Regions from separate parts of the Oryza sativa genome. Here region 2 is linked to region 1. A link is a contact called in public ChIA-PET data. All regions are on one chromosome and are shown on one strand. The core of a region is the stretch at or near the end of the contact, and the rest is flanking DNA. Distances in the headings are between cores, read along the strand shown. Region 1 holds the start of LOC4342430. Region 2 holds the start of LOC4342431 (protein ETHYLENE-INSENSITIVE 2-like).

Evidence for each region. ChIA-PET counts read pairs in DNA pulled down with a chosen protein or histone mark.
Region 2: a contact with region 1 is called in an H3K9ac ChIA-PET map of seedling, with 7 times the contacts expected there. The contact joins the promoter of LOC4342431 here to the promoter of LOC4342430 in region 1. A contact is called at or near these places in 4 of 4 datasets of contacts at active chromatin or transcription factors (leaf and seedling).

The regions. Positions count from the first base shown.
Region 1 is chr7:2,960,752-2,965,541 of ASM3414082v1, forward strand. It overlaps LOC4342430, which reads right to left and starts at 3,432. Exons shown (of 4, transcript XM_015791901.3): 1 at 3,097-3,432; 2 at 2,815-2,993; 3 at 1,735-1,843; 4 at 1,035-1,640. The coding sequence starts at 3,402. The coding sequence ends at 1,329. LOC4342429 (D-amino-acid oxidase) reads left to right here. Exons shown (of 2, transcript XM_015791900.3): 1 at 1-296; 2 at 390-981. The coding sequence ends at 778.
Region 2 is chr7:2,996,557-3,001,395 of ASM3414082v1, forward strand. It overlaps LOC4342431 (protein ETHYLENE-INSENSITIVE 2-like), which reads left to right and starts at 2,625. Exons shown (of 8, transcript NM_001421970.1): 1 at 2,625-2,741; 2 at 3,056-3,476; 3 at 4,019-4,105; 4 at 4,227-4,340; 5 at 4,439-4,651. The coding sequence starts at 3,201.

The DNA.
Region 1 (4,790 bases), core at 2,182-4,681:
CGAGGTGGTCATCGGCGAGGCGGAGCGCGTCGTCGTCCGGGACGGCCGCGTCGCCGGGGTTGTGGTCAGGGGCCGCGGCGAGGTGGACGCCGACGCCGTGGTGCTCGCGCTCGTCCCCTGGTCGGGGAGGTTCGAGATGGTCAGGGAGGTGTTCGACGTGTCCGGCCTCAAGGCGCACAGCATCGTGCTCCGGCCGCGTGAGCCCGAAAACATCACGCCGCACGCCCTGTTCCTCAGCTACCAGCCAGAGCCCGGCGCCAAGATGCTCGACCCGGAGGTCTACCCGCGGCCCACCGGTGCGCCATTGCCGCCGCCCACTCAAGCAACTAACCCCAAATTCCCAATTGCATCTTGCCTATTTACCCACCATTGATGTTTGTGTTGCACAGGGGAGGTGTACATTTGTGGAATGACCAAGGATGAGGAGGTGCCCGATGACCCGGAGACGATCACCGGTGAGCCGGACTCAATTGCGATGCTGCACAAGATCGCCGGGAGGGTTTCCGGCCAGCTGAAGAGGGAGGAAGGCGCGGAGGTGGTGGCGGAGCAGGCTTGCTACCTGCCGTGCACCGATGACGGTTTGCCGGTGATCGGGGAGATGCCTGGAGTGAAGGGTTGCTATGTCGCCACCGGGCACAGCTGCTGGGGGATCCTCAATGCTCCAGCCACCGGTGCCGCTCTCGCAGAGCTCATCCTCGACGGCGATGCCAAGATCGTCGATCTCGCGCCGTTCAGCCCAGCAAGGTTTCTCAAGAAGAAGAGTAAGCGTGGAGTTTAGTGTAGATTGTGATGAGTTTGCTTCCTTGATGCCATGTCTGGATGAATAAATTTGTTCTCTGTCTGCTGGTATCCTTCATTCCTTTGTGAGGACTGAGAGAACAAATATGTACAACAATGTACTGTACTGATGAATAATAAGTAAACCATGAACACTTGCATGAGAACAGCTTTCAGATGCTGTCAACTGCAGAGAATTCATCACACTCTGTACGATCATGAGCATGAAACAATAGAGAATACACAGAAAAATTCAGTACCCAAAATGAGTGATTCCATATAATGTATTGCTTCCCAGATACATTTGCCATGCTATTCTGTGTTCTACTCAGCATGTAATTCAGAGATAATAACTGTGTCTTGCAATGAATTTTGCCTCCAGAAAATTCATTCAGTTCCACAAATAAAGTAGACGCTAATCTAACTGCAGAACTGAACATCCTTTGCCAGTATTGCAAGTATTACAGAGAGTATGCGAGATTCCGTTCCAATTTAAACTAATACTGGATTTGGTTCTAAATCAGTTCTGTCCAAACATATGCCATCATGGTTTAGTCCAAGTATAGTGTTGCCTTCTTCACTGCTTGGAACGAAGTTTGCAGCCTCCAGTCCCTTTTTTTCCTGTTCAATGGCCTTCCTTTCCCAGCTGCAGCTCGGTTCTCCTTGACATCTGCCAGCTTCCAGATGCAATGTTCTGCCTGAATGTCAACAGACTCGAGCAAGAAGATTCCATCCTTCTGCAGGATCTGCTTCGGGACGACATCATCGCCTTCAACAAGGTATTGCACCCTCATGGCCATATCTTTAAAACGATCCAGATCCTTGGGCACCTTGAGAAGTCGTTCGGCTCCTGGTGATGAGACCTGCATTGAGTAAATCGGTTCTCAGTAAGTCATTCAGAAAAATGCAGATGGAACTAATCAGCAATTGAGTAAGAAATTTGATTGGGTGACTTGCCTCAATTGCCAGGTCCAGCGGTATTTCGCCTTGTTCGATTAGCTCGTCCAGTTTCTGCTTGTAGAGTTTATTAAAACTCTCGATTTCCTCGATACCAGGGCACCCATATCTGTCGAATTTCAAGACAAAGAAAAGGGAAAGGAGCATAATTGTCATATCATTGGTTATCAAGATCAGGTCAGATGATAAGGACATTTCTGGTGGTATCTGGAGGTTCCAGAATTGCGATGCAATATGGCATGGCCCAAAAAGGAGATATGATCCAATCATGCTGTGAACTAGCATGTGATATACAATGAACCACTGAAGAATGGAAAGCATGCTACTCCTAAAATGATAGGCAATTTGACATGGTATTTTTCAGGCATTAATTAATTAACTAATGTGAGAGTGATGAGATGAGCCAATAAAGTGCATGAACATCAGAATTCTTCAGGGACCAGGGCATCCTATAGGAGACAAATCAAGCAATAACTCTGAAGAGTTTGATGTGAGATTTATGTGACTCTGGATAGTGCATATGTCTCACAAATCAGACCGATGCATTACATGACACAATAACAATACATGGTGTCCACTTATGATTCATGCACACACACTCCAGTGTCTCCATGTGCAAGTGCTAAGTGCGGTGTTGCAATGTTCAGATGAGATCAACCAACGGTTCAAACTAAAATCATGGCCAATTTGACATGGCATTTTCCAGGCATTAACTAATGGGAGCAATGAGACGGGCCTACAAGGCACATACAAATTGATCTCCCTAAAACAACCCCAAAATGTTGGAACTCTTCAGGATCAGGGGTAACCTATAGGAAACAAACTAAACAAGGATCTTTGAAGAGCTCAATGTGAGAAGTGTGTGACTCGGGATGTTGCATATGTATCAGAATTCAGACAGATGCTACATGACACAATAAGAACAAACAGAGTCTACTCATGATTCATTGATTCATGCGCGCGCGCGCGCACACACACACTCTCCAGTTTCTCCATGTTCCAGTACTGAGTGAAGTGTTTAAATGAAATGTTCAGATGAAGCAACGCTTCAAACTAGTACAAGTGCCAAGTTTTCCTCACCTGTTGGTGAGCTTGTCAAGCCTGACGTAGACGTATCCCTTGGGCGACACCTTGAAGGCGAACATCGCAACGTCGTCGCCGAAGTGCTCGCCAAGAACCTCCTCGGCCGCCGCCAGAGCGCGCTTCCCCCACTCGACGCCCCTCAGGGCGACCCCACCGCCGTCGCCACCGTCACCGATCTGAAAACGCACCAAGGTAACAGTCACGAACAACGCCGAACAGAGCGGGCACTGGGCGTGCTCCACGCGGAGGAGTTGCGGTTGCGGAGACGAACAACCAAACCTCGGGCTCGACATCTTCCTCCTCCTCCTCCTCCTCCTCCCACTCCGCCATCCACTCCTGCGCCTCACCCTCCTCGGCGCCGGCCTCGCCTGCGCCAGCGCCGCCCTGCGCCCTGCTCGCGAGAGAGCGCGTCCAATCCGCGCCAGCCGCGCGCACCGCAGGGAGGAGGCTCCGGGGATAGGAACCTGGGGAACAATAAGGGAGAGAAGCGCGGCGGATGCAGGACGAGGCGGCGGCGCGGCGGGGGCATTCCGTCGAGCACCTGGCGAGCAGCGCGCGGATCGCCTGGGCGCGCGCGTGCGCCATTCTGGGAAAATCCGTCGGCTCGCGTCTGGTGCTCTCTTTCAGGCTTTCGGCTGGGCTGGGTATGTTGTCTCTGAGACGGTATTGATTGGCTGGGCCTAAATGGGCTTTCGACCGTGTATGTGGACATGGGCCCAATTTGGTGGATGGAATGATGAAGGCCCAATATAAGTGGTTTCATGATCTCACTTCTCACCGGTTTTTCCTCGTATATTTCTCTACCGAAATGAAAAAAAAATGTCTTTTCCTTTCTTTTCTCTAATGTATTTTTTTATTACGATTACACAACTGATAACACCACTACACGCATAACACCACACTAACACTCTCAAAATACGTCTCCTAACATATGCTCTATACAAAAATCAACGACATATCTACAATCTCACAAAAAAATCATGTTCAAAGCTAACCTGATTTTTCATGTGGTGGAGTTTAACATTTGTGCTTTGATCAAGAATCAAGATACCCCATATATCTAATTGGCTATTATACCATCACACATATGTATTATCTTTTCTTCAGGTACTTAATTTGGGAGAGGCGAGCAAAAAATTAGTATACTACTGGCAAAAAAAAAAGTACTGACCTGGTGTATTGGTAGTCAAAGGTGTACTTGCTACATAATTGATGAAATTTTTTTGGTACGATAGAAGAAACTATAGTATATACGAATGGATTTTCCTCAAGAACATATATACGAATGAATTTCTAAAACGACAAAATAGAGTTGGTAGGATAATGTGGATTTTTTTCTTGTGGGGTACGTAAATTCCTATGTGAGGTCTTCTATAGATTGTAGAATCAATTGTTTCAAATGATTTTTGTGAGTTAGGAAAAATCAATCCACATTTTAGAGAGATATTCTAGCATGCTTACAAATTCCTTTTGTGTATTCCACAATATGCAAACCCTCTCTTTCTCCCTTCTCTCTAGCTATAATAGTGAATCGATTTCGAAATTTTTATTTCCCTATATTCCACACATAAGATTCAAACACATTGTTTTTAAAATTCATGTTATTTTTCATATTGGATTCAATAAGTCATAACATATTGATCTTGTGATTTCTCCTCTATTATTTTTACTCACTCACATGATCCATATGACCATATCTCACTACTATTCATATATTTTTTTATATATTTATGCTTTATATATTTATGCTTGTAATCAAGATTTCGTAGCAACCGCTACCTTCTCGCCTTCGCATACGTCTTCAGATCCGTCCCCCTACCCAGTTAGTTCTTATGTCATTTTATCAGCAAAAACATATTAGTAATACATACTCCCTCCTCTGTGCCAATATGCTGGTTGTTTTAAGATTGGTGAGCTACATTAGCAGAAGATGAAAATTACTAGGTTACCCCAAATTATTACTAGTACTAGTT
Region 2 (4,839 bases), core at 1,375-3,874, 35 kb after region 1:
CTTTTTAAGGAAATAAGTCGCTCGATCGAGCTTATCTTAACGAGCTAGTTAGGGCACCTACAATGATTATCTATAAGCTCTCTACAAGAGATCCATGTCAGCATATTTTCCTACTTGGAAGAGATTAAATGAAGAGAGAGAGCAAAGCTATCTACTAACATGGAGATAGTCTATAGAGAAAAACGAGGCAATGGATTAGAGAGCTATAGATACTCATGTAGACATACCATTGAAGTGGTTTACTATTAATCTAGTCTATTGTTGAGGTATACATGTTTTATAGATAGCACCTTACTTTACCATTGCGGGTGCTCTTAGGTTCGACTCGTTAAAAGCCTAGCTCTGTTTGACTTGCGAGCTGGTTTGTTAAACTCGTTAGGTAATTTGTTAATGCATTGATACCACATTCAATTTTTAATTTAGTATTCATATATAAACTTAATAATAAACATTAACTAATGGAGATTCACTAAATACAACTAGTTTGGATGTAAATAAAGCACTAGTTATGCATCAGCCATACTTAGACGAAGAAATGATGATCTTTTGTATTAACGATCTAAACGTGAAGCTCGATCGTGAGCTAGCTCGTTAAGCTCACGAGCAAAACGTCTAGCTTGGCTTACTACAAGTTAAAATTGGTCCGAGGCGAGCTCACTACAAGTCGATCCAAGTCATGAGTTTTAAGTTTTTTAATTCCCTATATAGAAATTAGAACGGAACTCGTATGTAATTATAGAAATTAAACTGATAACTAGCCTATTTATTATTCAGTATTGTTGAGATCCTAATGAACATATGTACGGTTCAGCCGTGCTTCATGCATATGCCATCGTTTGATCGACTGATATGATCCCAAAATTCCCAATTAAGGTTTATTCGATTTCAATCAATATTAGTGTAGCTTAATACTGTGTATTTGATTTATTTTCTTGAATTATAGTGAGCCAATAGGTACAATTGTTGTGAACTAGTGATATGTATTTCTCGCGACGTGATTGACTAGTAACTTTATGCTTGATATGTGCTACCACCTTTTCTCTCAGGTAATGCTACCATAGCCAGCGACCTTTCCTCGCTTTTATTAGTACAATGTAGTTTTATTGATCACTGTTGCCAATTTCATATATTTATTTCAAAAATTGTATTTATTACTAGCTGATTATTCTTTTTTGGGGAAAACTCTGACTGATTGTGAATCATATATATCATGCATGGCGCCATGATTCTTTTAGAGCTAAGGAGGCTTAAAACAGTTAACCCCGACATCTAGTTTTTAATAGTCTTACAAAAACCATTTCAATTGATTTTCAACAGTTTTGCAAGTCGGCCGATTGATATTTTGGCTTGAAGACATAAACCAGTAGTGATTTTCTCTTATCTCTAAAAAGATTCATAACCATGAAAGTTTAGAGGTTATTTTTTTTGGTAAAGTGTACTTTCATTAATTGTGTTTAAACCGTCATTAATGACCTTATCTAATTATTGCACGAATTGTTAGAGATGACTGCTACAAATTAATCATCAGAGGTTGCCTTTTTTTATAATATTGAGTGAGACTTCCGGTTGAGCTCTTAATAAATTTTCAGATTCAGATCAAAATATTTAACAAACTCATTAAATCCCAAAACTATGTCACGGAAAAAAAGATCCTTCATTCAATTTCATACAACAACAATACAAACTTTCATCTCATGCCTTCCAAAAATAAAGAAAAAATGCATATCCAAAACGTGGGAATGCGAAAAGTAGCCTATGCCAAACAGCATTACTACTGTCAACCTCAAAGCTAGCTTGCAAATTAAAAGGATTGGCCACGTTGACACTTTCAAGTCCTCTCCAACAGTGAAAGCACAACATGGGCAAAGTACCAATAAAAAGTGATAATGTTATAATCTTGTTGCTTTGCTATGCAACCTTGCTTATTTCTAATTAATAACAGTGCCTTTTGAATTATTGGAGAGCACCATCACACCACACCACACATGGTAGCAAGTTCATTACCATACTTCAATTGCTGAAAGTCTTCCATGTCTTTGACTTAATTAGACACTGTTAAGTGATAGTTGTATTAGTACTAGTTACATCCATTGTTGGTGACTGAGAAGCCATAAAAGTAAAGTCACATTATTCCCAAGAGGGACTTCTCATTTAGGCTTCCTTCTTTTCAGTTGAACGAACTCAGCTCATTCTAATAGGGTAATGAAGATAACCATTAATGCATAATTACTTAAGTGGAGTACTTACTATTATAAAGTATTTTTTTTAAAAAAATATTTAATATTAACAAAACTTGTAAGTAGAAACTTTTTATATAAAATATAAGGTTTGACAATTCAGAAAACATGCTAACATTAAACAAAGGGAGTAGTACTAGCATGTAGGACTATCACTGACTGGTGCATGGACCAAGTCCATCCACTGCTGAACATGGGGAACAACACTACACAGTAAGCACAGAATCTTCCAAATAATATAAACAAAAAGATCAGAAATTTTTTTAAGAAAACAAAAAAAAATAAAAAAAATAGTGAAGAAAAAGAGCTAGGGAGAGGAGAGAGAAAGAGAGAAAGCTGAAAGCTGTGAAAGAAAAGCCTCTGCTGCTCTCTGCTAGCTTCTTCTCCTCCTCCTCCTCCCCCTTCTCCCCGTAGATAAGGAGGACCCGGGGAAAAAGGGGAGGCAAAAAGCTGCGATTTTCCGCTAATTAACCCCGGGGATTAGCTGCCCAAGAACAGGAGGAGGTACGATTCTTGCATTACTTCACCCCACGCGATTCCCTCCCCGGTTTCCCCCAATTTCCTCCCGCAATTTCTACTTGTTCTTGGCTCCTCTCTGCTGTTCTTAGCCTCGCCGCGATGGCGTAGTCTTGGAGAAGATCAGATCCATCTCGAGTTCGATTGGGGTTTTTTTTTTCTCTCTTGAGGTTGCTGGTGATGAGCTTCACTTTCTTGGATTGATTTTTTTTTTGTTCTTGTTCGTTGAGTTTTTCACTTTGCTCTAATCCAAATCTTTTTTTTCTCTCTCTCTCTCTCTAATATCCATAATTAATCTGCAGATTTCCATGATTGGTGGTGGAGTTCATCGGCAAGGAATTCAGCAGAAGAGATCAGATTCTGTACACAGTTCGTCTTCTTGCTCGGTGACTAAGCTGGGTTAGGAGAGGAGGAAAAGAAAATCTTTTTTTTTTTTTTTGCGGCGCCATGGATGGGCAGCAGCTACGTAGCTCGGAATCTCCGGCGAGCGGCGGCGGCGGAGTCACCGGCGGCGGCGCGCCACATCTGTTCCACGCGCTCGGGCCGGCGCTGCTGATCTCGATTGGGTACATTGACCTCGGGAAATGGGTGGCCGCGGTGGAGGCAGGGTCACGGTTCGGCCTTGACCTCGTGCTGCTGGCCCTCCTCTTCAACTTCATGGCCATCCTGTGCCAGTATCTCGCGGCTTGCATTGGCACGGTCACCGGGAGGAGCCTCGCCGAGGTATTTCGAGATGCTTCTCACCTGATGTTTTTGTTTTGTCTGATTTTGTAGTGGTGAATGATTCATCATCATCCTCATCATCGTCAGTCAATTGATCGACATCGGTTTGTCGTTTCGCAAATGGTAGAAATGATGATGGGTTTTTGATACTGAATTGAGCCTCTGAGCGAATTCTGATGAGTAGGAAAAGCATCTTCATAATGAAGGTCCTAAATCTCGTATGTGAATTCCTGTTGATAAAGAAAATGATGGTTCACTTGGAACTATACTTGTGCAAAAGAATCCTATTCTTTTTTTTTTGGTGCCCTTATGGTGTATATGTTGTGATAGTAAACAAAGAAAGGAGGTGTTTTGTTTTCGGAAATGGTGGAAAAGGAACTTTTGCTCATCTCAAGTTCCCTTTCTAGCTGGCCATTTTGCGGAGGGGGAAAAACCAACTTTCCCTGTAAAACAGTGTGCTTTGATCCTTCTATGTTATTCGTTTTGTTCGTGAAATTCTTTCGAGGTTGCTGACATTTTTGTGTTTTCCACATGGAACAAAGATCTGCCACCAAGAATACAGCAGGCCAACATGCATCTTTCTGGGTGTTCAAGCAGGATTGTCCTTGTTGACATCAGAATTGACGATGGTATTTTCAGCCTCTTCTCTTTTCGATATTTAATATGAGATCTGAGCCTGAGAAATTTCAGCCATAAATGCTGCATGTTTTGCACATGCTTTGTTCTGATTGTAATATCTGGCAATTTCAGATTTTTGGGATAGCACTTGGATTCAATCTTCTATTTGAATATGATGATCTCATCACTGGGATATGTTTTGCAACCGTTGTTCCTAATCTGCTACCATATGCTATATCACACCTGGTAAAGAAGAAGATTATCTCATATAGAAAACTTCAAACCTATATTGTAATCTGATTTGGAGTTAATATTTGTCAATTACTTTCATATACCTATTCTAGGGAAAGAAGATGGTGGGGACATTAAATGCTTGCATTGCAGGCTTTGCGCTTCTTTGCTACGTTCTTGGTTTATTGGTCAGCCAACCACAAATTCCTCTGACAACGAATGTAATTTTCCCCAAGCTCAGTGGTGAAAGTGCTTATTCTCTGATGGCTCTTCTTGGTGCAAACGTAATGGCACACAACTTTTACATCCATTCATCAGTTGTTCAGGTAAATTATGATGCTTCTTTGTGCCCATTACATAGTTAGAATTATATTTGATTTGATGCATTTGGGGTGAGGGGGGTTTGGGCATTTGGTGGACAATGGTCAATGGCATGCCACAATTATTTACACCACACAATGACACATGTTGCTAGCTTTGCTAGTGTTTCGAACAGTTCAGAAATTCCAAACTG